2 separate regions of the Podarcis muralis genome follow, and region 1 is linked to region 2. A link is a contact called in public Hi-C data. All regions are on one chromosome and are shown on one strand. Each heading gives the region's core, a stretch centred on a gene start, on an enhancer-like site or on the middle of the called end of the contact. The rest is flanking DNA. Distances are from core to core; before and after follow the strand shown.

The links. A called contact is a pair of places that touch in the nucleus more often than the background predicts.
Region 1: a Hi-C map of blood shows a contact between it and region 2, with 5 times the contacts expected there. The contact joins the promoter of IRF3 here to the promoter of PLXDC1 in region 2. A contact is called at or near these places in 2 of 3 Hi-C or Micro-C datasets (blood and tail).

What each region holds. Positions count from the first base shown.
Region 1 is chr13:36,958,787-36,962,819 of rPodMur119.hap1.1, forward strand. IRF3 (interferon regulatory factor 3) reads left to right here and starts at 2,728. Exons shown (of 10, transcript XM_077917396.1): 1 at 2,728-3,018.
Region 2 is chr13:36,778,170-36,782,091 of rPodMur119.hap1.1, forward strand. PLXDC1 (plexin domain containing 1) reads left to right here and starts at 1,352. Exons shown (of 14, transcript XM_077917386.1): 1 at 1,352-1,614. The coding sequence starts at 1,515.

The DNA of each region.
Region 1 (4,033 bases), core at 1,478-3,977, 180 kb after region 2:
AAAGAAGCTGAACTACTACTCTGCCAAGAGTGGGACAGTGCAACTGTGTTATTCTCCCAACCCAGAGGTCACTGGATCAAAACTGCTTCTGGTTTTTGGTGCCAGCTTTCTGCTTTACTGTGAAATCTCACAAAGCAAATTGTGGCCCTTCTTCTGGCTATTCAAACTGTCCCCTCCCACCACCGTCCATTTTAAAAGAACACATTTTTGCCTTTCTCTGAAAACAAGGCACAGAGTGGAGCAAGGGCAAACAGCTTCCTGCTCTGTCAGCACAGTGACCCAGCCGGGCACTTTCGTGTATTGTCAGCAGACTTGAAGGAGGAAATTCTAATTTCTTTAGAATGACAGGGCATGGCAAAACAACAGGGAAGAAGAATCCACAGAATTAAAGAGATCTCATGGAAGTGAAGGTTCCCAGAAAACTGAACAGTTCTCACTCTTATTGCTTTGTGCAGAGTGCAAATGTGTCTACATACCCTCCAACATTTAAAAGTTTGAGGAGAGCTGTGGCTCAGTGGTAGAGCAGCTGCTTGATATACATGCAGGAGGTCCCTGTGAGGTTGGGAGAGAGCCCTGTCTTAAATCCCGGAGAAGCTACTCCCTGTTAGTATCAACCATACTAAGCTAGATGGACTGATGATCTGACTTTGGTACAAGGCAGCTTCCCATGTTCTTTCCTATGAGTCTGAAACCTTTCCCCCTTAGTGTCTTCCGCACAATCACATTGAGGGAGAGATTTGGGGTGCATCCCTGCCCCTGACCCCTGCTGTTGCATCTCCCACTGCCCTGTGGGTGTGGGCGAGGAATGTCTATAAAGAGGAACCTTGCTGAACATAGCAGACTCGACCTATGATGTGCACAATCAGTTTTCCCAAAGGGTCAGCCAAAATCTACCCTCCTGTAATTTAAGCCCATTAGAGTAAGTGCTCCCAACTCTGGGTCGGCAGAGTACAGGTTTGACTTATTCTATGTGGCAGCCATTCTCTGCTCCAGACCAAATGTACCCAGTTTTTATTCACCCTTTCCTAACTGTGTGTTGTGTGCTTCCGACCACATTCTCTTAAGTTGTCTACAACCTTAAAGTGTTGCACTCAGAATTGAAGGCAGTATTCCAGATGAGATCACTTCAATAATCTGTCCTCTGTTGATTTAATAAACCTCGGCGTTTGCTCTTTAGGTTAAATATATTCTTGCAAAAATCAACCCGAGTCTTGCAGATCCTTAAAGCCTCAACAAAACTCTTATGGCATAAACTACTTTACAAATGTCAATAAAGAGTATTGCCATTGACAATTCAGAGCTTAAATGTATGCAAAACGAACACGACATTTCAAAACAGGAATTGGTGTTAAAACAATCAGCGCTGCTGAGTAAATTCAGTGGAACAAGAAACCGTTGTCTGTATTCAGATCTAAATTATTCTACTTATTGAGAAGCTGGAGTTGTAATTTTGCAGTTTCATCCTGGAATTTCCATTTGAAGTTCCTCCAGAAATGTATTCAGCAGCTGCAGGATGGAATATGACAAGCTATGTACTACGTGGCAAGGTATTGTCCATGTATAGTAATTTATCCATGTGTCAACTAGAGATATGGTGGATTTGTTCTGTGAGATATGTATCTTACCTTTCCACCAAGTGGTGTCCAAGGTGATTGTTCCCCTGTGCAGCTGTCCTCCTACTCAGACTAAATAGTTAGAGACCAGAAGAATAAAAACTCTAGTCATTCACACAAATTGTAGTAAAGCAAGCACCTAATGCAAAATGCATAGACATAGACACATATGTAGACACATACAAACCAGAAGGTGGTCATTAAAACCACTTGTAACAGAAAGAACATGAACCCGAGTTTGCTTATTTCCTCCTCTCTCCCAATCCATTTTCCTTTTGTGTCAAGACTTTTAAAAATTATAAGCTCAAGGACAGGGGCTGTCCTTTTTTTAGTGGTTAGTCACTGGGAGCCTTTTCTGGCTGAAAGGTGAAATAAAAATAATTTAAATAAATAAACAAAATAAGTTGCCTTCTGGTTTGAAGGAAGTCTTGTAAGTATTATCTGTCTCAAACCTTTCCTTTTAGAATAATAATAATAATAATAATAATAATAATAATAATAATAATAATAATAATAATTTATTATTTATACCCCGCCCATCTGGCTGAGTTTCCCCAGCCACTCTGGTTGGTATATACAGATGTTCTCCAACCAGTGATACTCTTACACCAGGAATATTCTCATACGTTGAGAGGTAAATCACAGATATTTGCAAGCTGCTCTGGGAGCTCTATTTCTGATAAATAATGCCCCCCCACACACACACAATGCAGCAGAGGAACGCATCCATAGCTTTGGAATTGTCACCATGTACAAAAAAAAGGGGGGAGAACATACTGACAACCAAAACCATCTCAATTCCTGAAGCAGGATGGGTTTTAATGGGTTGGAAGGATATATTGCAATTAATATATCCTCTCCTGCCCATTAAAACCCATCCCACAAAGGTTATGGGCTCAGTACTGTGTAGGAATACAGATTTTGTGTTTTGCAGAGATTTTTTGAAGTTGTTGCCTGAGTCTTTCTGAAGTGGGGTGAGGAGGAGGAGGAAGCCAGATTACTTATGGACTTGATCAAAAACCTAATTCCTGTGCTTTTAATTTTGTTGTCAGGGGTAGGACTTTGGAACTCTGCACGACTTGTCACACACGTGTGAGCCTGGAGGGATAGACTGCAATTAATATATCATCTCCTATTAAAACCTACCCTGCACCTTAGGCGTTTTCTCTCTTTTGAAACGAAGGAATCGAAAACGCAGGAACCCCACAAGAAAATCCCCTCTTTTCTGCGCGCCGCCGAGGGAGGCGGGGAATCAGGCGAAAATGGCTCTCGGGACTGAAAACCGAAAGCTACTTTCGCAATCACGTGGCGCCGCGGAGAAGGGCGAAGAGGCTCCGTTTTGCGGCTCGCCGGAGAGGAAGAACTAGTCTGGACGGGGGTCTCGGAACAAAAGCGATCCTGAGAGGTGGGTGCTTGGTTGCGGGGGGCAACGAGGGGCTCCCTCCCCCGCACTCCCAAAGGAGATCCTTCCTGGACTTCCGCATTCCAGATCCCAAGCGGGAGACTTTTCAAGCTGGCCAAGCCGCAAATCCCGTTTCGCAGGGATCCCGCAACGGCAGCTCAAGCCCCGTTGAGGCGCGTTTACTTGGAAGTAAATGCATGACTGCACGGAATTCAGCAACGCCGGTTTCGGTGGGACCGGCCTCTAGTTGCTATATTATTGGGTTACAGCCAAACCATGCAAACAGGCCCGTTGCGCGGGGCTTTTGCGGTCTTCCTTTCTGCTTGCTTATAAAATCATGGAATTTGTAGACTTGGGACCACGAGGGTCCTCTAGTCCAACCCCTGCAATGAAGGGATCTTTGCGCTTAATCCAGCCCCGGACTCCTGGGAGGAGGCGTTGCTGGGTTTGTTTCTGGCCTGATCCAGCAAGGGGCTCTTTGTGTTCCTGAAGATCGGAAGCACTTTGAAAAGGCCTCTAAAAAGATCAAGGATCAGAGTAACGCGCTGTCTTTCTCCGTCTCTCTCAAACACACATGCAATCGCTGTCAGCCATACGTAACGCTCTCCATCAAGGACAAGCTCTAAGATAAAGGTAATGGGACCCCTGACCGTTAGGTCCAGTCATGGCCGACTCTGGGGCTGCGGCGCTCATCTCGCTTTACTGGCCAAGGGAGCTGAACCTATTTATCTACTTGCACTTTGACGTGCTTTCGAACTGCTAGGTTCGCAGGAGCAGGGACCGAGCAACAAGAGCTCAGCCCGTCGCAGGGATTCAAACCGCCAACCTTCTGATCAGCAAGCCCTAGGCTCTGTGGTTTAACCCACAGCACCACCCATGTCCCCAAACTCCCCACCTGACTGCTTGAACATGGCTGAGGGACTTGGCGGACCACTTAATGATTTTTCTGCCTGTTGTAGCAAGTCGTATGCAGTCCTAGGGGCTGTATGGTTTTTAATTGTGTTTTTGCAGGCACCAC
Region 2 (3,922 bases), core at 102-2,601:
GTCCTGGCCCAGAGCAGATTTTGTGGTGAGCAAACCCACTTATTCCATTTTTAAAAATAATTTCATGATGTCATCATCATTTATGAGCATTCTGCAAGCCAAATGACCATGACTGAATAACTTTATTGTTGTGATTTGAAGGGGTGAGTCCCCAATCGTGGAGATATACAATATAAAATGCAACACATTTGGGAGTTCAGGGACATGTAAGCTTTTGAGTTGAGGGGCATGTGTAGTTGCCTTCATTTTTAGTGCTTTGGCCTACATTGGCTCCCAGCATGTTTCCAAGCACAATTCCAAGTGTTGGTGCTGACCTTTAAAGCCCTAAACGGCCTTGGCCCAGTATACCTGAAGGAGCTTCTCCACCCCCATCATTCACCCGGACACTGAGGTCCGGTGCCGAGGGCCTTCTGGCTGTTCCCTCACTGCGAGAAGCCAAGTTACAGGGAAGCAGGCAGAGGGCCTTCTCAGTAGTGGCGCCCGCCCTGTGGAATGCCCTCCCATCAGATGTCAAGGAAATAAACAGCTACCTGGCTTTTAGAAGACATCTGAAGGCAGCCCTCTTTAGGGAAGTTTTTAATGCTTGATGTTTTATTGTGTTTTTAATATTCTGTTGGGAGCCGCCCAGAGTGGCTGGGGAAACCCAGCCAGATGGGCAGGGTATTTAATATTATTATTATGGAATGGGGAACTTGTAACCAACTCCAGGACCACGCTTTATTATTTATTGCTAGCTTGGCCAGAAATAAAGAACAGATTAAGGAAGTGACAGTGTTCCCCTTTTGAGTCTCAGGGAAATGAAAGAGTCTGGGGCCAAATACAACGTAAAGGCCTTGCAGAAAGGAAACTCTAATTTTACAGCACCCTGTTGATGTCTTTTGATCCAAGTTGTCTGCTAAGGAGAGCATTTCCTCCCCACCCCTGTTTTTTAAAGCACAAGTATTGATCCTGCCCATTTAAGATGCTGGATCCAACCCGGAAACCAGTTTCACACAAGACAAACGTGGATATGAGCATCTTTCCCACTTGTATCACATGGGACAGCAACTGCGAAACGCAGGTGTTGCAGGCCAGTTTAGGCGCAAATTGGTTTAAGCCAAATACGCGAAAATGCCTCAAGACTTCCCTTTTCTATTTTTGCATTCATTTCTCACTGAACAGCATTGCATGGCTATGCTCCCAACTGGCCACCAGAGGGCAGGCGCTCCCCCTGTTTCATCCACCTCCTTTGCTTCTCTGTCTCTCCCCCTCCCTCCCATTCCAAGCCCTGCTCAGCTGAGCTTTGACAGTTTCTTGCTGCAGCCCCCAAATGCTGGGTTTTCTGCCAGTCGAATTCCGTCACAGACCAGACAGACCAGGAGGAATCTTGCGGGATCTGCTCATTCCTCGCCAGGAGCCCGGAGGTGGCAACTGCTGAGAGAGAGGGAGCCCGGGAGCCGAGGGGAGAAACTGCTTGGGGAGGCAGAGCGGAAAGTTCTTGCCAAGAAAAGGTGGCGCTTTGGAGGGTCACAGGGATGCTCCCTGATTCGCTGAAGATTTCGTGGGGAGCCCTCGTCCTGCTCTGGCTGCTGCAGGAGGAGGCTGTGGGGTCAGCAAAAGAGAGGCGAGCAGCAGGTACCACCCACATCTTCCGGGGACACTGCCACCCTCGTGTGACACTGTGTGCAAAGTGTGGACAGGAGTGGGGTGAATGCCAGGGATGTGTATGGCAGAGAGCATGCGTGGGGGTGTGTAGCTGTGAGTGGAACAGGGATCCGGGCATGCTCAGGCAGCTTGAGAGGAGGTGTTGTGAGCATGCAAGGGGAGGCAATGGTGAACAGGGAGCAGATCTGTGAAGGTGCGTAGACAGGTGTGCGAAATCGGGATCAAATGTGATAAGGTGATGTGCAAGCCTGTTAACATTTACGAGCATGGTGGATGTGGAAGTGCTGGGTGGGCATAGGGGTGAGGGAGTACATGATTCAGTACGTGCACAAGTGTACCAAAATTATTTGGACCTGCAAACAGAAAGGGTTTAGAGTAAGTACATGCCAGACAGGCATATGAAAGTCCTCCATCCGTGCAAAAACACATGCGTGTGCATTCAGATGGTAGAGCTCGCAGCAATGAGTGTGAGCAGGTGTGCTGGTGCCTGTGTGTGTGCTTGGTCGTGGCTGTGTACCACAATTCTGCACAGTTCTTGTGCGCACAGCCTCACAATGTTCCTGCGTAGCGCTGTGCACATCAAATCACCCGTGTGCTTCTGGCAATTTTGCACCGGTTTTGTAAACGGTTCGACGTGGTTTGCCAGGTTCAGCCAATTTTGTAAAGGTTTCCTTTCCTTCAGGTTGTTTTGGGTTGCGCTGTCCACATGCGTTGGAAATCCAGCATGCCGTGCTTAAACCCGCAGCAGGAGCCCACTGGGATTGGCTTCGCCGTGTAAATCACCCTTTTGAACAAGCATGTGGCAGGGAGGTTGCCTCCAAATGTTTCATCTGCAGAGCTGCTGCACAGACTCACCCTCGGCAAATGGTGCTCCTGCTTACAGCCTTTGCCCCAGGATACCCATTGGAAGAAAGTGGTTTTGTGTATTTGGGGCAGAAGCTGGCTGTGCACTACACTGATTGGCTGGGGGCTTAAATGACAAGCCCACCTCCACTGGAGCAGAATATATATCAGATCCATGCAGAGATTTAAGACACATACAATATATTATTTCTAAAAGGCAGGCAGCCCACCTGATTCAATGATAAGCATTGTAGGGAGACTTCTTTTTATGTTCTTCTATCCTGACGTTTGCCAGGATGTCTTGCACTTGTATGTATAGCAGAATATAAAAGTCCATGCATGTGTGCCAGTGATCCCGTTATATGTATGTTTGTGTACTTCTGTCAGCCTAGTGAGTTTATGCAAAGAACCAGGTGCCGTTGTGTGTGACAATGATGGCAACCACCAACTACCATCTATGTGGCATTTCAGATCAATGTTACAAAACTGCCCAGCTAAATTCGCTGTGGGTGGTGAGAAATGGCAGCCAGCGCCTGTAATGAATCACTCAGATGAGTGGTTCATTAAGACCACAGTTTGGGCTAAAGGCAAAGTTGCTGGCCTGAAATGCAAGAGTCGTGCTGGCTGCCCTGAGGAGAACGCACCGGTTTCCTCGCTGCTTTTGCGTGTGCACGGAAGCAAAAGTGCAGAAGCGTCTACTTGGGCACTTTTCAGCAGGTGTGAATGGGGACCAGTTCCTCTGTGCATGAAAGCAGGATTCATGCATGTCGGTGCAGCGACAGAGATGGTGCATCTGTTTCCTCCTGTGTGCGTGTGTGGCAGTAAACAGGTTTGCACTGTGCACACGGCGACAAGAAGTGTGAATTCACTGCCTCGAGATGTACTGTGACAGCCAAGAGGTGTAGATGGCTTTAAAATGGGGTTGTTGAAGGCAATGGATTTATAGTCCTTACCATTTCACCTGCTGGTTGTATCTGTAGTTTGGGCATTTTTTTAATGGCTGTTTTTGTGCTTTAATTGTGAATTGCTCCAAGAGCACAAAAGGGATGCAAGTGCAGGATAACTAAACGGGACCCTCAAGGTTCAGAAGCAGTATTCCCTGAATACCAGTTGCTGGGTGAGTGTTAGACTCATAGACTCATCAAGTTGGAAGGGCCCCTAAGCACCATCCAGTCCAGTGGTTCTCAACCTGTGGGTCCCCAGATGTTGTTGGACTACAACTCCCATCATCCCTGAGCTCTGGCCTTGCTAGCTAGGGGTGATGGGAGTTGTAGTTCAACAACATCTGGGGACCCACAGGTTGAGAAAGGCTGAACCCTGCAGTGCAGGAATGCTGCCCACAGCTGTCCCTGGGTGGGCTTGAACCACCAACCTTGTGGTTAGCAGCCAGGCGCACTAACCCATTGTGCCACAGGATTAGGGGAGTGAAAGGCAA